2 separate regions of the Hordeum vulgare genome follow, and region 2 is linked to region 1. A link is a contact called in public Hi-C data. All regions are on one chromosome and are shown on one strand. Each heading gives the region's core, a stretch centred on a gene start, on an enhancer-like site or on the middle of the called end of the contact. The rest is flanking DNA. Distances are from core to core; before and after follow the strand shown.

Region 1 (7,337 bases), core at 3,129-5,628:
GCAAAACCCTAAACCCAAAAATTGCTCAAAAAAACAGCGATGAAATAGCCCCGGTTCGTAATACGAACCGGGACTAATACCCCTCCCCCCTCGCTCCCAGCCCCGCCACGTGGAAGGCCATTAGCCCCGGTTCGGGACCGAACCGGGGCTAGCATTAGTCCCGGTTGATTAGTCCCTGTTTGAAAACCAGGACTAATGGTCCAACCGAACCGGGGCTAAATGCCCTTTTTCTACTAGTGCTTGTAATATTTTATTCCACAAAGTACAGATTTATGCGCTATATAAAGTGTTCTTCTTTATTCTTATGGTTTAGTTTTGTATTGTGGTGATTTATGTTTTGACCTGTTTGCTATGAAACTATGGCAAATAATTATATTTTGAAACCACAACATAAGGTCTTTGAATTTGGTAAATATTCAGCAGATAAATATGTTGATGTAGAACTACAACACACCTCATAGATATGAAACAGCGATCCAAAAATTTTGTAGTCAACAGACTTATTTATATAATTTCTAGCAGAATTACTCGAATCGTTTTTCACTCTCTTGGTTAGGTGCATATATCTGGTATACTTGTCAGATATGTATAACATGCATAAATAAAACCTATGTGTGGTGTCCTCTTTCCATATCTACTCTATGTTGTCGGTATTGTTCTCTTCTACCTATCAAGGGAAAGATACACAAGCTTTGAGTATTCGCGGAAAAAAAACATGTCCTTTTGGCACAGGACCAAACCAAGGGCCGAACCAAGGGCCGACAGGCTAGCACCATACATTTTTGTCACCAAACTATGACATCTATTGCTAGAATCCTATCTTACCTACTAATAAAGCAAATAGTGCTTCTTTCGTACGTCATCCAAATTGCCTTTAAAGTTGACTAAAATTACCCACCAATGCCACCTATAAGTCGTAAAAAACGTTTCAAACAGGAAAATCTCCGGACTAGGCCGGCCCATGTAGGCACCTCTTATACTACGCTCTAGGCGTTGGAAAAAGATGCAACACGCCTGTTTGCGTCGGCCCATGCGTGAGCGCCTGTTTTTTTAGTTTAGTTTTTTTATTTTTCTTTTCAGTTTCATTTTGTTTTTCTACTTTAAATAATTTAGAACTTCAAACAACTTTTCTCAATTTTAAGAAACTGAGAATTTCAAAATAAAATATTCAAAAAATCATTTTTTTTAAATTCAAAAACTACTCAGGAGTTTTGAAAAATGTTTGCATATAAAAAAATGTTTAAACTTTGAGAAAATGTCCATAAAATAAAAAACTCAATGATTTTAAATAAAAGTCCGTGTAAAAATCTTAAAAACAGTTCGTGCCTTTGTTTTTGGTCTCATTTTTTATTTTCATTTTTCTGTTCCATTTTTTAGGTTAAATAATTTAGAACTTTGAAAAACTTTTGCAATTTATAAAACTTGGAATTTTGAAATAAAAGTTTGAAGAAAATATAAAATGTTTGTGAATTCAAAAAATGTTTAGGTTTTTTGTAAAAATATTCGCATATTCAGAAAAATGTTCATAATTTTGAGAACAATGTTGGTGAAAACAATAAAAGTCCATGATTTTGGAAAAAGTTTGTGTGTTATTTTTTGAGTGCAATTGAAAAAAATGTTTGCTAATTCAAAAAATGTTCATGCATTTCAAGAAATGTCCTAAAATTTTGAGGACATAATATGATCAACATTATTGGAGATTATAATTGTTTTTTTTCCATTGCAACGCACGGGTTCTTTTGCTAGTCCCTCCTTAATTTTTGTACCTTGTCATTAGCTAAACCAGGCAAAGCTCTGCCTCCAGGGTTTGTGTGGTCGAACAACCAAGGTTTCCATAACACAGCATAAATATCCAATATCTTGCATGTAACTTGGAGTCTACTCGGCTAAAATGAAAATTATTTCTTAGGCAACCGTTTTTTTCTATATACCCGTTCTACAGCCCTAAAACCATCAGGATATTCAGCTAGATCCCATCTCCATTGCATTAATAAGCAAGTATTAATTTCGGTCCGTTCCAGCTAATCAAGATATCTCTCTCCCCCTACTTAAAATGTATGTATGGTTCTGTCTCTGTTCCCTTTTTCCTCCACCCTCTTGCTCCTGACCCCACCTCCTCCGTTTCCAGTTTTGCCTTTTTTTTCTCTCCGGCCGGTATTACTTCAAAACCGCCTCAACTGCCCCACATCTTATGACTTACCAAATAGAATCATGTTGGTTGGCTAAGCCAACAAGTACTGATCCGATTGGCAACAAGAGCCCATTTTTGGTACGTAGACACATATAACAGTAAAATGGCAGGTAAATCACAGTGATGGCGTACAAAACATTTGTGCCCCCATTGCAACGCACTGGCTATTACCTTGTAAGAGATAAACAATCACGCCTAAGATGAAATTGCCTTGTTACGTAATAAGTGCACAAACGTGGAGTCTATAATTAATTACCTTGCCTGGCAGCATAAGCTCTTAATGATGTTGGTTGGCACATGAAAGAATTGCATCAGAGCATAAGGTCACGAGTATATAGACTCTACATGCTCATTTTATTATTAAAGGAGTGGTGCTGGTGTGATTAGAATAGGCATGCACTCGCAACCTTAGCGCATTTTGCAAGATGATTGACCTGAACTTGTGTCCTAACTCCTAAGAGAACCTCACCATTCTAATCCACATGTTAGGCCAAGGATTTGCCCTAATATGAATTAACTGCATGCATTGCCTAACAGGGTTGGTCGGTGCATGAAACTCAACTCTCTCCCTAATAATAAAGCAAATACGGTTTCTGGTCGTCCGTCGTGGCATTTTTGTGAAAAAGTCTCTCCGTTTTCAGTTAATCAACCCGCAATCCCTCCTTAAGTGAGGAAAACGTTTCGTCGTGCCACTTTTACAAATAAAATCCCCCGACATTTCCTGAAATCAACCCGCAGTCCGGATTTAAGTCAGAAAACGAATCGTTTTTTGCATTGTTTAGAAAACCCCCTGATGTTTCAAGTAATCAACCCGTCCTACGTATTTATAAAAAACTCTAACTTTTCAGTTAATCAATCCAAATTTTATCTAAAACAAAATTATCCATATCTTTTAAACCATAACTCCGATTTTAACATGTTATATATGAAATTTGATTAAAAAAATATGTAGAATCTAAAGAGGATGTTACTTTTAGCTGTTGAATAGTTCTTAAATATTATTTTCGGTGCAAACTTAATCTGTAGTGTACGGTCCTTTTTTTTCTCTCTTTCCGGCGCCGATACGAATTGCAATAAACATCCATTAAATTAAAAGCAAATTTAGAGGAAAGAAAACATCGTTAGCCACACATGCTCACCTTCGGAAAACCTTGTCGGGAGAAAAACATATTTTTCATCTTATTCCGAGTGCCTGTAAATTCAATCACGTTTTCGTTGTGTGAGCACTAAAGTCATCGTCGGCAACACAAATGTGATGCCATGTGAAAATATATTGCGGAACGTGTGTTATTTCTCTTCCGTTGCAACGCACGGGCTCTTTTGCTATTATAATTCAATGCCAATTACTTGATTCACATCAACCATTGTCCTCCACACATTACAGTGGAACCGAAAGACATGTGCACATTAATCATCACATGCAAAATAACCTGCATGTTATTTAGCACAGCTCATTCCGATGTAGTTTCAATTCCTTTTATGAGTTAAATGGCATATGTAATGAGCCGAATACATGACAGACAATATGTTGAATTCAGACATATCATCGTAATCATGACTATGACCTGTAAGGGATCAACAGCAGCACCCCCTGAGAGGCAACATAATTCATTATCAAGGTGCGGGACTCTACCTGACTGGTCCAATTGATCGAGCGGCGGCCGAGCGGGCGGCGACTGGCGCGGCGCGGGGCGAGCGTGGGGGGCGAGGGTGCTGAAGAGGCGCCACACACGGTGTCCCGCGCACCCAGGACCCAGCCGAATCACGTCGACCGCCACCGCCCGTCAGCACGCACCAACGGCAGGCACGAAGCCGTCGTCCGCTCCACTCCCGAATGCTGCTACTGGCACTGAGATGAAGACGGCAGGAGGTGACCCAGGGAGTATGAGAAAGAGGAGAATGGGGGACAAAATTGAGACAAGGGATTCCTGTGCTTCTTTTTATCATGCGGGGTCGCAGATAACTGCAACAGGTGAATCATTGTGCACGATCTGAGCTGACCAGCAGTTGCCAGGATATGGACGTCACTCGTCAGTTGCCATAGGTGACATCGGCGCGAGGGTGGTAGAGGGAGTGGGGAATAGTTGCTGGGAACGGGAAACAGTGCCACGTCCCCTGTACCAGCGATCGAGACATACCCGGGGCCATGGCAAGAGCCTTCCACTGTCGACAAAAATGATGCCTGACGGAGGCTGGAGTGGACGTCCAGACGCGGTGTCCGGCGGCCCCAGTGGCCGGTGTCGACGCGCGGACTGCGGATACGGTGCTCGGCAGCGGACTGCGGACGCGGTGCTCGGTAGTTGCCCCCGGATGCGGTGCTCGACGGCCGGAAGGCGCCGGCGGCTGGTGTGGACCTGCGGATGCTGTGCCTGGCTTGCCGTTACACATCCTGTTGATTGGAATTTGGGAATCTCTCGTAGGAGCAAAAATCGGTGGGGAGAGGAAGAGGAACGCACGGACGGGGAAGCAGATCACCTGTAGCGGCGGACCACCCGCGAATCGGCATGCGGTGGCCAACGGATTTGGGTCTCGTCCGGGGCAAGTAACATAAGGACGAGTATTTTTTATTTTTATTTTTTCAGCGTAAGCATTATACTTGAGTCGATTAAAAAAGGGATGTGGCCCCGGACTCTTTTATCCAAAGGTTGCGTCTCTAACAAAATATGCATCTAATTAAGGGAGTAAATCCAGTGACAAAGTTAAAAAAATTAAAGTTGCTCACAAAATATCTTAAAGAATTAAGATGGATTGACCTAAAAAAGAGAATAAAAATGGGCACACTATATGTCTAAATTATGAAGCTCCGCGCGGCAACCAGGGCGAAGAAGGATCCTTTTGTGCCACCCTAGCCTTAAGTTTAATCATTGTCGATGGATCTTTCAGCAACCCATTTGTGCATACGCAAAGTTGTAAATTTAAACATCGTCGATTGCTCTTCAATCAGCTCTTCTGTCACCCTAGCCTCAAGTTTTATCATGTGTCACCCGGCTTATTATGTTTATTTGCTTGATATTCTTTTGTCAGTTCGACGCCCTCGCGTAGCTTGTCACTGACATCTTTGTACTGCTCCTATCGATGCAACATCAGATGTCGTGGGTATAAGCCTGACAGTAGATGTGTAGGGTACGAAAAGGATGGGCAAAGCCTTAGCTACGGCGAGGTTGTATGAGTTCAGGCCCCTCTACTGTGGAGGTAATAGCCCTACGTCTCAGTGCTCAGGGAGCTTGTTGTCGAGTGGAATATGGAATACAAATGAGTTGCTAACCTCTCTACCAGCGGGGGAGGGTGGATTATATAGAGTGCGCTGCTCTCCACAACGGTTCCGGTACAGGGGTGGAGTAGTGGCGATTGAATGCGTACGTTACAGGTAACGTACGCCCTAAATGCTAATAAATGCACCTGGAAACGTATGACCGTTTCCCTCTAGGGGGGTTACGATGTACCGAGTGCTATCCAGTCGGTTAGCTTGATATCCTCCGAATGTTAGTCTCCGACTAGATGATCGAGGACCTGTTACCGACTGGATGATGGGGACTCCTTAATTCAGTCGGAGCTGACTAAGGGCCTTGTCCTTTGTGAGGGGTAGTCCTTGGGTAGGACCTACAGGGCATGCCTATGACCCTACCCTAGGACTATAACCCCATCACCAGACTTTTAACCTTGTCCCTGAGAGAGGTGTCACGACGCCGTCCTTCCTAACATCCGAGTCAAACATAAATAGATATATCGGGACACAACAGAACAGTTCGCTTGGAAAAAATATGTACGTCGCTAAAGAGTTACCTTCTAAATCATCGCCCGCGCCATCGGACAATGTCAGACAGTGTTTAAATGTGAGCTGGGATGTTTCTGTTTCAATAAAGGACCACAACATATATGAATGCATGAAGAATCAAATGCATTATGAATCAAAGTAACCAGCCTTACTGGATGCATGATCAACCTCCATGTTGAAGGCTTCAACAATAGAAGTGGTGAATTCTGCTTGTTTCTGATCTTCCTCGTATAAATCTAGTTTTTTGCCAAAAAATCAGAGAAAAAGTATTTTATAATTGCCCCGGACTATTGCTATTTCTCTCATTCCATTGACTGCATAGTAATCCGTTTAAAGTGGCCCAACGTACATTACTACGCGAGAAACATCTAAAGAAATGGAAGTTAGTTTGATAATGATCGTTAGCCATATGTATTGTTTAGAGCAAGAGCGAATTAAATTAGAAATAATACCAATGATCGAGCCGTTGTTTAGATCAAAAACATTCATCTGCATACACAATGTTAACAAAAGAATTAGCGAGCTGATTGCAATTATGATATATACACGTACATCTACATGTCTATACTTTTCCCCTGAATACGATGATCGTACTTCCAATGCAACATACCTTTGAACCGTAGGCGATGTCAGCTAATCGTAGCAAAGAACGACCCTAGTGCTTGTGGTGTGTAGTATGCAAATCGATGTACCGTGCTTCATTTTATAGACGAATACATGCTACAATGCTTGAAGCCATGGGACTTTTGCTAAAAAAAATAAAGGTGGACTGAAACTACACTTCCTGACCGTGCAAATCGTCAACATAAGATGAGGACGCTCCTAGTTGTTAGCTAGTGCCGTAGCTAATGCATGCATGCTTAACAATTTTATTTTTTTTATTTTCTGGACCGTGCCATAGCTGATGCATGCATGCATAACCATCTTGCTGGAAAGACCTGGTTGCACGCCGTCGAGCCTAGTCCCACCGATCCGTCATAATCATACAATTACTAATTAAAGGTTATGATGAGCATGCAGCCGCCAATTAAGCTGCTGGCCAGCCAAGAATCATGGAACCCCTAGAACAGCACTTTTTCATATCCCAAAACGAAATTGCATTGGCAATCATACCCGTGCGCTCGATCGGGTGAGATTTTTAGATTAGGAAATTAGATGAAGGGAAAAAACTTAACATTATACGTGAATTAAGGAGATAAAAAGCCTAAAGTACTTTCATGAAGTCAAGGATTACCATGGTGACGTTAATATCTTCTGCGATACTTTACGATGGCATGTTCAGTTTCGAGAGGACGTTAATATCTCTAGATGGTGACGACAATGCTGATGATTTTCCTAACGATTCAGGTTCTGTGCATACCGTACAGACTG
Region 2 (7,337 bases), core at 2,515-5,014, 510 kb before region 1:
TCAAAACGCCTGATAGGACTTTCACAAAGCACATACCTTGATAAAGTTTTGAAGAGGTTCAAAATGGAATAGTCCAAGAAAGGGTTCTTGCCAATTTTACAAGGTACGAGATTGAGTAAGACTCAGTGCCCAGCAACTGATGAAGATAGAGAGCATATGCGCTCCGTCCCCTATGCTTCAGCCATAGGTTCTATCATGTATGCGATGATGTGCACTAGACCGGATGTTAGCCTGGCCATAAGTATGGCAGGTAGGTTCCAGAGTAATCCAGGAGTGGATCACTGGACAGCGGTCAAGAATATCCTGAAGTACCTGAAAAGGACTAAGGAGATGTTTCTCGTGTATGGAGGTGACGAAGAGCTCGCCGTAAAAGGTTACGTCGATGCAAGCTTTGACACAAACCGGATACGTATTTATTCTTAATGGGGGTGCGGTAAGCTGGTGCAGTTCCAAGCAAAGCGTCGTAGCAGATTCTACATGTGAAGCGGAGTACATGGCTGCCTCGGAGGCGGCTAAGGAGGGTGTCTGGATGAAGCAGTTCATGACGGATCTTGGAGTGGTGCCAAGCGCACTGAATCCAATAACCTTGTTATGTGATAACACGGGTGCCATTGCCTTAGCAAAGGAACCACGGTTTCACAAGAAGACCAGACACATCAAACGACACTTCAACCTCATCCGCGACTACGTCGAGGGAGAGGACGTAAATATATGCAAAGTGCACACGGATCTGAATGTAGCAGACCCGCTGACTAAACCTCTTCCACGGCCAAAGCATGATCAACACCAGAACTGTATGGGTGTTAGATTTATAACAATGTAATTCACATGATGATGTGAGGGCTAGATTATTGACTCTAGTGCAAGTGGGAGACTGTTGGAATTATGCCCTAGAGGCAATAATAAATATAGTTATTATTATAATTCCTGTATCAAGATAATCGTTTATTATCCATGCTATAATTGTATTGAATGAAGACTCATTTACATGTGTGGATACATAGACAAAACACCGTCCCTAGCAAGCCTCTAGTTGGCTAGCCAGTTGATCAAAGATAGTCGGTGTCTTCTGATTATGAACAAAGTGTTGTTGCTTGATAACTGGATCACGTCATTGGGAGAATCACGTGATGGACTAGACCCAAACTAATAGACGTAGCATGTTGATCGTGTCATTTTGTTGCTACTGTTTTCTGCGTGTCAAGTATTTATTCCTATGACCATGAGATCATATAACTCACTGACACCGGAGGAATGCTTTGTGTGTATCAAACGTCGCAACGTAACTGGGTGACTATAAAGATGCTCTACAGGTATCTCCGAAGGTGTTAGTTGAGTTAGTATGGATCAAGACTGGGATTTGTCACTCCGTGTGACGGAGAGGTATCTCGGGGCCCACTCGGTAATACAACATCACACACAAGCCTTGCAAGCAATGTAACTTAGTGTAAGTTGCGGGATCTTGTATTACGGAACGAGTAAAGAGACTTGCCGGTAAACGAGATTGAAATAGGTATGCGGATACTGACGATCGAATCTCGGGCAAGTAACATACCGAAGGACAAAGGGAATGACATACGGGATTATATGAATCCTTGACACTGAGGTTCAAACGATAAGATATTCGTAGAATATGTAGGATCCAATATGGGCATCCAGGTCCTGCTATTGGATATTGACCGAGGAGTCTCTCGGGTCATGTCTACATAGTTCTCGAACCCGCAGGGTCTGCACACTTAAGGTTCGACGTTGTTTTATGCGTATTTGAGTTATATGGTTGGTTACCGAATGTTGTTCGGAGTCCCGGATGAGATCACAGACGTCACGAGGGTTTCCGGAATGGTCCAGAAACGAAGATTGATATATAGGATGACCTCATTTGATTACCGGAAGGTTTTCGGAGTTACCGGGAATGTACCGGGAATGACGAATGGGTTCCGGGAGTTCACCGGGGGGCCAACCCACCCCGGGGAAGCCCATAGGCCATAAGGGTGGCGCACCAGCCCTTAGTGGGCTGGTGGGACAGCCCAAAAGGGCCCTATGCGCCATAGAGATAAAAATCAAAGAGAAAGAAAAAAAAAGGGAGGTGGGAAGGAAGGGAAGGACTCCCACCCACCAAACCAAGTCCAACTCGGTTTGGGGGGGGAGCCTTCCCCCCTTGGACTCGGCCGACCCCCTTGGGGCTCCTTGAGCCCCAAGGCAAGGCTCCCTCCCTCCCACCTATATATACGGAGGTTTTAGGGCTGATTTGAGACGACTTTTCCACGGCAGCCCGATCACATACCTCCACGGTTTTTCCTCTAGATCGCGTTTCTGCGGAGCTCGGGCGGAGCCCTGCTGAGACAAGGTCATCACCAACCTCCGGAGCGCCGTCACGCTGCCGGAGAACTCTTCTACCTCTCCGACTCTCTTGCTGGATCAAGAAGGCCGAGATCATCGTCGAGTTGTACGTGTGCTGAACGCGGAGGTGCCGTCCGTTCGGTACTAGATCGTGGGACTGATCGCGGGATTGTTCGCGGGGCGGATCGAGGGACGCGAGGACGTTCCACTACATCAACCGCGTTCACTAACGCTTCTTCTGTACGATCTACAAGGGTACGTAGATCACTCATCCCCTCTCGTAGATGGACATCACCATGATAGGTCTTCGTGCGCATAGGAAAATTTTGTTTCCCATGCGACGTTCCCCAGCAGTTCCGCCGTCACGGGTCGCAGCTCAGCCGTGATGGATGTAGGAAAACGTTATGCCGGTTGAAACATTTTTATATATTGTTGAAGCTTTTTCTATCAACGATTGCAACAAACGCGAGCATGGTTCTGCCGTCACGGGTCGCAGCTCAGCCGTGATGGATGTAGCAAAACGTTATGCCGGTTGTAGCAAAATGAAACACCGATTGTAGCAAAAGCCGCGACGCCATGTGCGATGTAGCCAAATGCGACACCGGTGGTAGCAAAATGCGGTGTCGGTTGTATCAAATTTCGATGCCGGTTGAAGCATGTAGTAAATTACGCCTTCGGCCATGGATGCGACTTAGCGGGCCATGCGCGTTGCAGCTCCGGTCGCCATAGAGCAGTTGAGAGAGGGGAAATCGAGGGGAGGACAATGGTTCGGTGGTAGGCTTCGAGGGTGCTCGCTGGAGGAGATCGTTGGGGTAGGATTTCCCATGGCAACCGGGAGGTTGGCAAAAAGGAAAGAGAAGGACCCGGGGATGAGGAAAGAGATAACGTGGTAGGCCCTGTAGCCACGAGCGAGTGGATGAGACCGCTCCACGTCGGCTGAAAAGGTTTACCATAGAAAATACTAAGATAATAGTGTATTTTTTTTTCTCTATGCATGTGATGCTACTTGAAAATGTTGTTTTGAATTGTAATATATTTAATGCAATCAAACTATATTTTTATTCATGTCAATGTTAACATATATTTATATATTAATCGAGACGTGCATTTACACTTACTACTAGTTTCAGAAAAGAGTCTCGGTTTAACTCCTGATATTGGCGGTAAAAGTAACCAGGAGAGACGTTTACGAACGGCAAACAGTAAATGGACGCATCCAACGGTCAGAGCGCCTCCCCTTGAGCTAGCATGGAGCGAGCAGAGCCGTTGGATCGGCTTCGATGGCGGCTCCGCTGTAATTTTGCCGAATCGCCGGGGATACTCCCGGGCTTTCGCGGCGAAGAAGTACTACGTACGCCCCGACTCGCGAGATGGCATGGCAGTTCTGATGCAACAGCGACAAGAACAATAATGGAGTTGCAGAATTGCTTTTGTTTCCGACAGCAACTCCTGTACCACGTGACGTGAAGCAGCTTTGGACTGTGGCTTGGGCAGCCAACCAAGAACCAACAAACCAAGCCTGCCACCCACTCCTCCCAGGCCGCCGCTTGATCCCCCGCCCGCCGTCGTCGCGGCGATGTCTCCCGCCTCCGCGCGCGCCCTCACCGTCGACTCCCTCAACCCAAAGGTACGTACGTAGCAGGCCTCTGCCGCCGTCCGATCCACAACCCACAGCAGCTTCCGTGCTCCAAGTCCAATGCTGCTGCTGGTGGCTGGTTGGTTTTGCAGGTGCTGGCGCTCTCGGATCACCTCGGGGGCGCCGTGGCCCGCCGCGCGCAGGTATCATCCCCAAAATCGCTATTTTCCAAGACATTCAAATCCCTGAGAGAGAAACGGAAGCTGCTGTATCCGTATATGTGTGTGTCTGAGCCGCTGTACACGAGACAGAGCCATGTTAAATTGCCACTCTACTACTGTAGTAGTATTTTGCACCTAGCTTTGGCAGATCATGCAAATCAAGTGATCCTCTCTTCTGTTCCTTGGTGAGGTGTCCAGCGCATGCAGAAAGAGCTAGAAACAAATCCAGGTGTATACCCTTTCAATGAGGTATGTTCCTGTGAATCCCATCACGTTATTGCAAAACAAACTGAACATTCCTGTGGACCTCATCACATCATTGAAAAACAATTCAATATCATCTTCCACTGAAACTTTCCCCAAATATCATCTACTTCTGTTAGTGTTCCTACCATTTTTTTTATCGTTTTACTGTGATTAATTTTTCCATTTCTTCCGGCAGATAATCTATTGCAACCTTAGCAATCCACATTACCTCGGACAACAGCCAATTAAGTTCTTCCGTGAGGTTGGCGATTTGCTCCATATGAACTCTTGTATTAACATTCTCGTTTCTCCATGCTCTGATGCTTTCTTGTCTTCCAGGTTCTTGCCTTGTGTGATTACCCGCATCTTCTAAACTGCAGTGTAACTAGTTCCATATTCAGGTAATTAACACCACGCATCATATGGGCAAGATGCATTCATATTCATAAGCGGTAGTTCAACTCGATTGTTTTCTGTTGCAGTTCTGATGCAATAACAAGGGCAAGAGAGATATTAGACCTCATTCCTGGGAGAGCAATGGGAGGATACAGCCACTGTCAGGCAAGATCGGGAACCCTGAACCTATTTTCACAAATGCAGAAATGAGACCTGACACTTTTCACCTCTAGGGTACTGAAGGGTTGCGAAATGCAATTGCTGCTGGAATAGCCACTCGTGATGCTTTCCCATGCAATGCGGAGGACATTTTCCTGACAGATGGAGCATCCGCGCCGGTACTATTTGATCCACCATATGCGGAGCAATTCCTTCGTCCACCATCTTATGCATAACACTCTGAATAATAGTTGGAGATATTGTGCTCCTCTGCTACTGCTGGGCATCCTGACAGTGTTATATCTCATACGCTGTCAAACTACTTTGTGGAAGCTCCTTCTGCACTTTAGTCATTAGCACTACTTTTTTTATGAACCTCGTTCTTATCACTATTATGATGATTGACTTAAAGCACCTACTATGCCATGATAACATGATCAATGTCACTAAACATCCAAGATTCAAGTTATTTTTATCTCTCCCTTTCCTTTTTTTCGGATGTTATTCTTGACAATCGAGTTGTTTGTTCGATTTCCAAACAGGTTCATATGGTAATGCACCTATTGATACGAGATGAAAAAGACGGCATCCTTTGCCCAATTCCATCACACTTTCTGTACACAAGCTCAATGATCCTGTGTGGTGCTACTCTTGTATGTATCACGTTAGTAGATCGAAATGTATCCACATCAACTAAGTTTTTACTGGTTGCCAATCTGTAGTAAAAAAAATATAATATCTGCTTTCTCAGGTACCATATTACCTTGACGAATCACGAGATTGGGATGTGAGTATTTCGGACCTCAAGAAGCAGCTGGATGGTGCCCGATCTCAGGGCATCAATGTTAGGGGACTTGTGGTTGTAAATCCAGGCAACCCTACTGGACAGGTGTGTTCACTGATCATTGACCTGTGCAATTTTTATATTTTCTGAAAGCGTTAATGTGGTTAAATTGTACATAGGTTCTTGTGCGGGAAAACCAGTGTGAAATAGTGGAATTCTGCAGGAATGAAAACCTTGTTCTTCTAGCAGATGAGGTGAGGTTTTTGGATCTTTCTTAATAAGAATCTATATAATTTTCTTGAATTTTTGTGTATCTAACCGGCTGTATCTTTTTCTTGAACGTACTGGTAGGTTTACCAAGAAAATGTTTACACAGATGAAAAGAAATTTATCTCTTTCAAGAAGATAGCACGGTCCATGGGTTTTGGTGAAGGAGATGTTTCCTTAATATCATTCCATTCAGTTTCTAATGGTATATGACATTTCGTACTTCCTTTTATCCATGTTTTTCTCAGTTATACACAACTCTTTTGTTAGGTGCACTCATGAGAAAGATTTCTTATAAACATTGGACTTTCAACTCATTGAGTAAAGCCACCGTAAGGAAGTTTTTGCAAATGCAAACTTGCACTTTGGTTATGTCAATATAATCATACTCCCTCCGTCCCAAAGTAAGTGTCTCAACTTTATACTACCTTTACAATAAATTTATAATAAAGTTGAGACACTTACTTTAGGATGGAGGGAGTACTAATGTAATGCCTTTTTTCCTTGAACATTGGTAACCTAATGATATGCTTATTCTAATTTGAAGCCATAACTTGAACGTGAACCGAGGACTTAACTCCATATCAAGCACGCCATGCGCTCTTTGTCTATTGGCCTTCTATTAAAATTTCCAGGCACTGGCTTTTCTCCCTTTGCTTAATATAAGGAGTGTCTGGCATACTGTATTGTGCTGTATATCAAACCAAGTGTGGCGCATCATGATTTCTTCCTATTTCCAAGTAAATCTGAACTATTGGGGGATGAAGTGTCATACACCACAAATTATCGAACGGGTCAATATTTCTCAGAGGTATTGTCTTCTCCATCAGGGTACTATGGAGAATGTGGGAGAAGAGGGGGTTACATGGAGGTCACTGGCTTCAATTCTGAAGTTCGGAAACAAGTATACAAAGTAGCATCCCTAAGCTCATGCTCCAACTTAGCCGGCCAGGTCCTCGTGAGCCTAGTCATGAACCCACCAAAGGTCAGTAAATATGCATCTCATCGTGTCTTTGAATTTTTATATACATTTTATTAATCGTCCCTTTGTCAGGTTGGAGATGAGTCATACACCTCTTACCGGGAAGAAAGAGATCGCATTATGTTATCATTATCCCGGTGTGCAGAGGTTCGCTTTTGTCACACTCACTTCCATGATTATCTTCATTGCTGACTCTGTTATGTGCAAAAATAGCATTATCTCCGAATATCACATTCTTCGACTGGTTTTGTTTAGGCCATGGTGCAGGCATTCAACAGTCTGGAAGGCCTGACTTGCAGCAAGGCTGAAGGGGCAATGTTTGTATTCCCATCTGTTCGGCTGCCTAAAAGGGCAATTGCGTCTGCT

Evidence for each region. A called contact is a pair of places that touch in the nucleus more often than the background predicts.
Region 2: a Hi-C map of leaf shows a contact between it and region 1, with 5 times the contacts expected there. The contact joins the promoter of LOC123452813 here to the enhancer-like site in region 1. A contact is called at or near these places in 2 of 6 Hi-C or Micro-C datasets (leaf and seedling).

Annotation. Positions count from the first base shown.
Region 1 is chr5H:47,983,597-47,990,933 of MorexV3_pseudomolecules_assembly, reverse strand. No RefSeq gene overlaps it. Among protein-coding and RNA genes, the nearest start is that of LOC123397626, 13 kb to the left of the region's middle. Within about 2 kb of position 4,378, at least 1 of the 3 cell types and tissues checked has open chromatin away from gene starts, as enhancers often do. A contact at or near this core is called in leaf, where this site is marked.
Region 2 is chr5H:48,490,300-48,497,636 of MorexV3_pseudomolecules_assembly, reverse strand. It overlaps LOC123452813 (alanine aminotransferase 2-like), which reads left to right and starts at 3,764. Exons shown (of 15, transcript XM_045129535.1): 1 at 3,764-3,967; 2 at 4,069-4,119; 3 at 4,336-4,386; 4 at 4,580-4,645; 5 at 4,723-4,784; 6 at 4,866-4,944; 7 at 5,013-5,117; 8 at 5,481-5,618; 9 at 5,690-5,827; 10 at 5,902-5,976; 11 at 6,074-6,194; 12 at 6,820-6,974; 13 at 7,044-7,118; 14 at 7,227-7,337. The coding sequence starts at 3,917.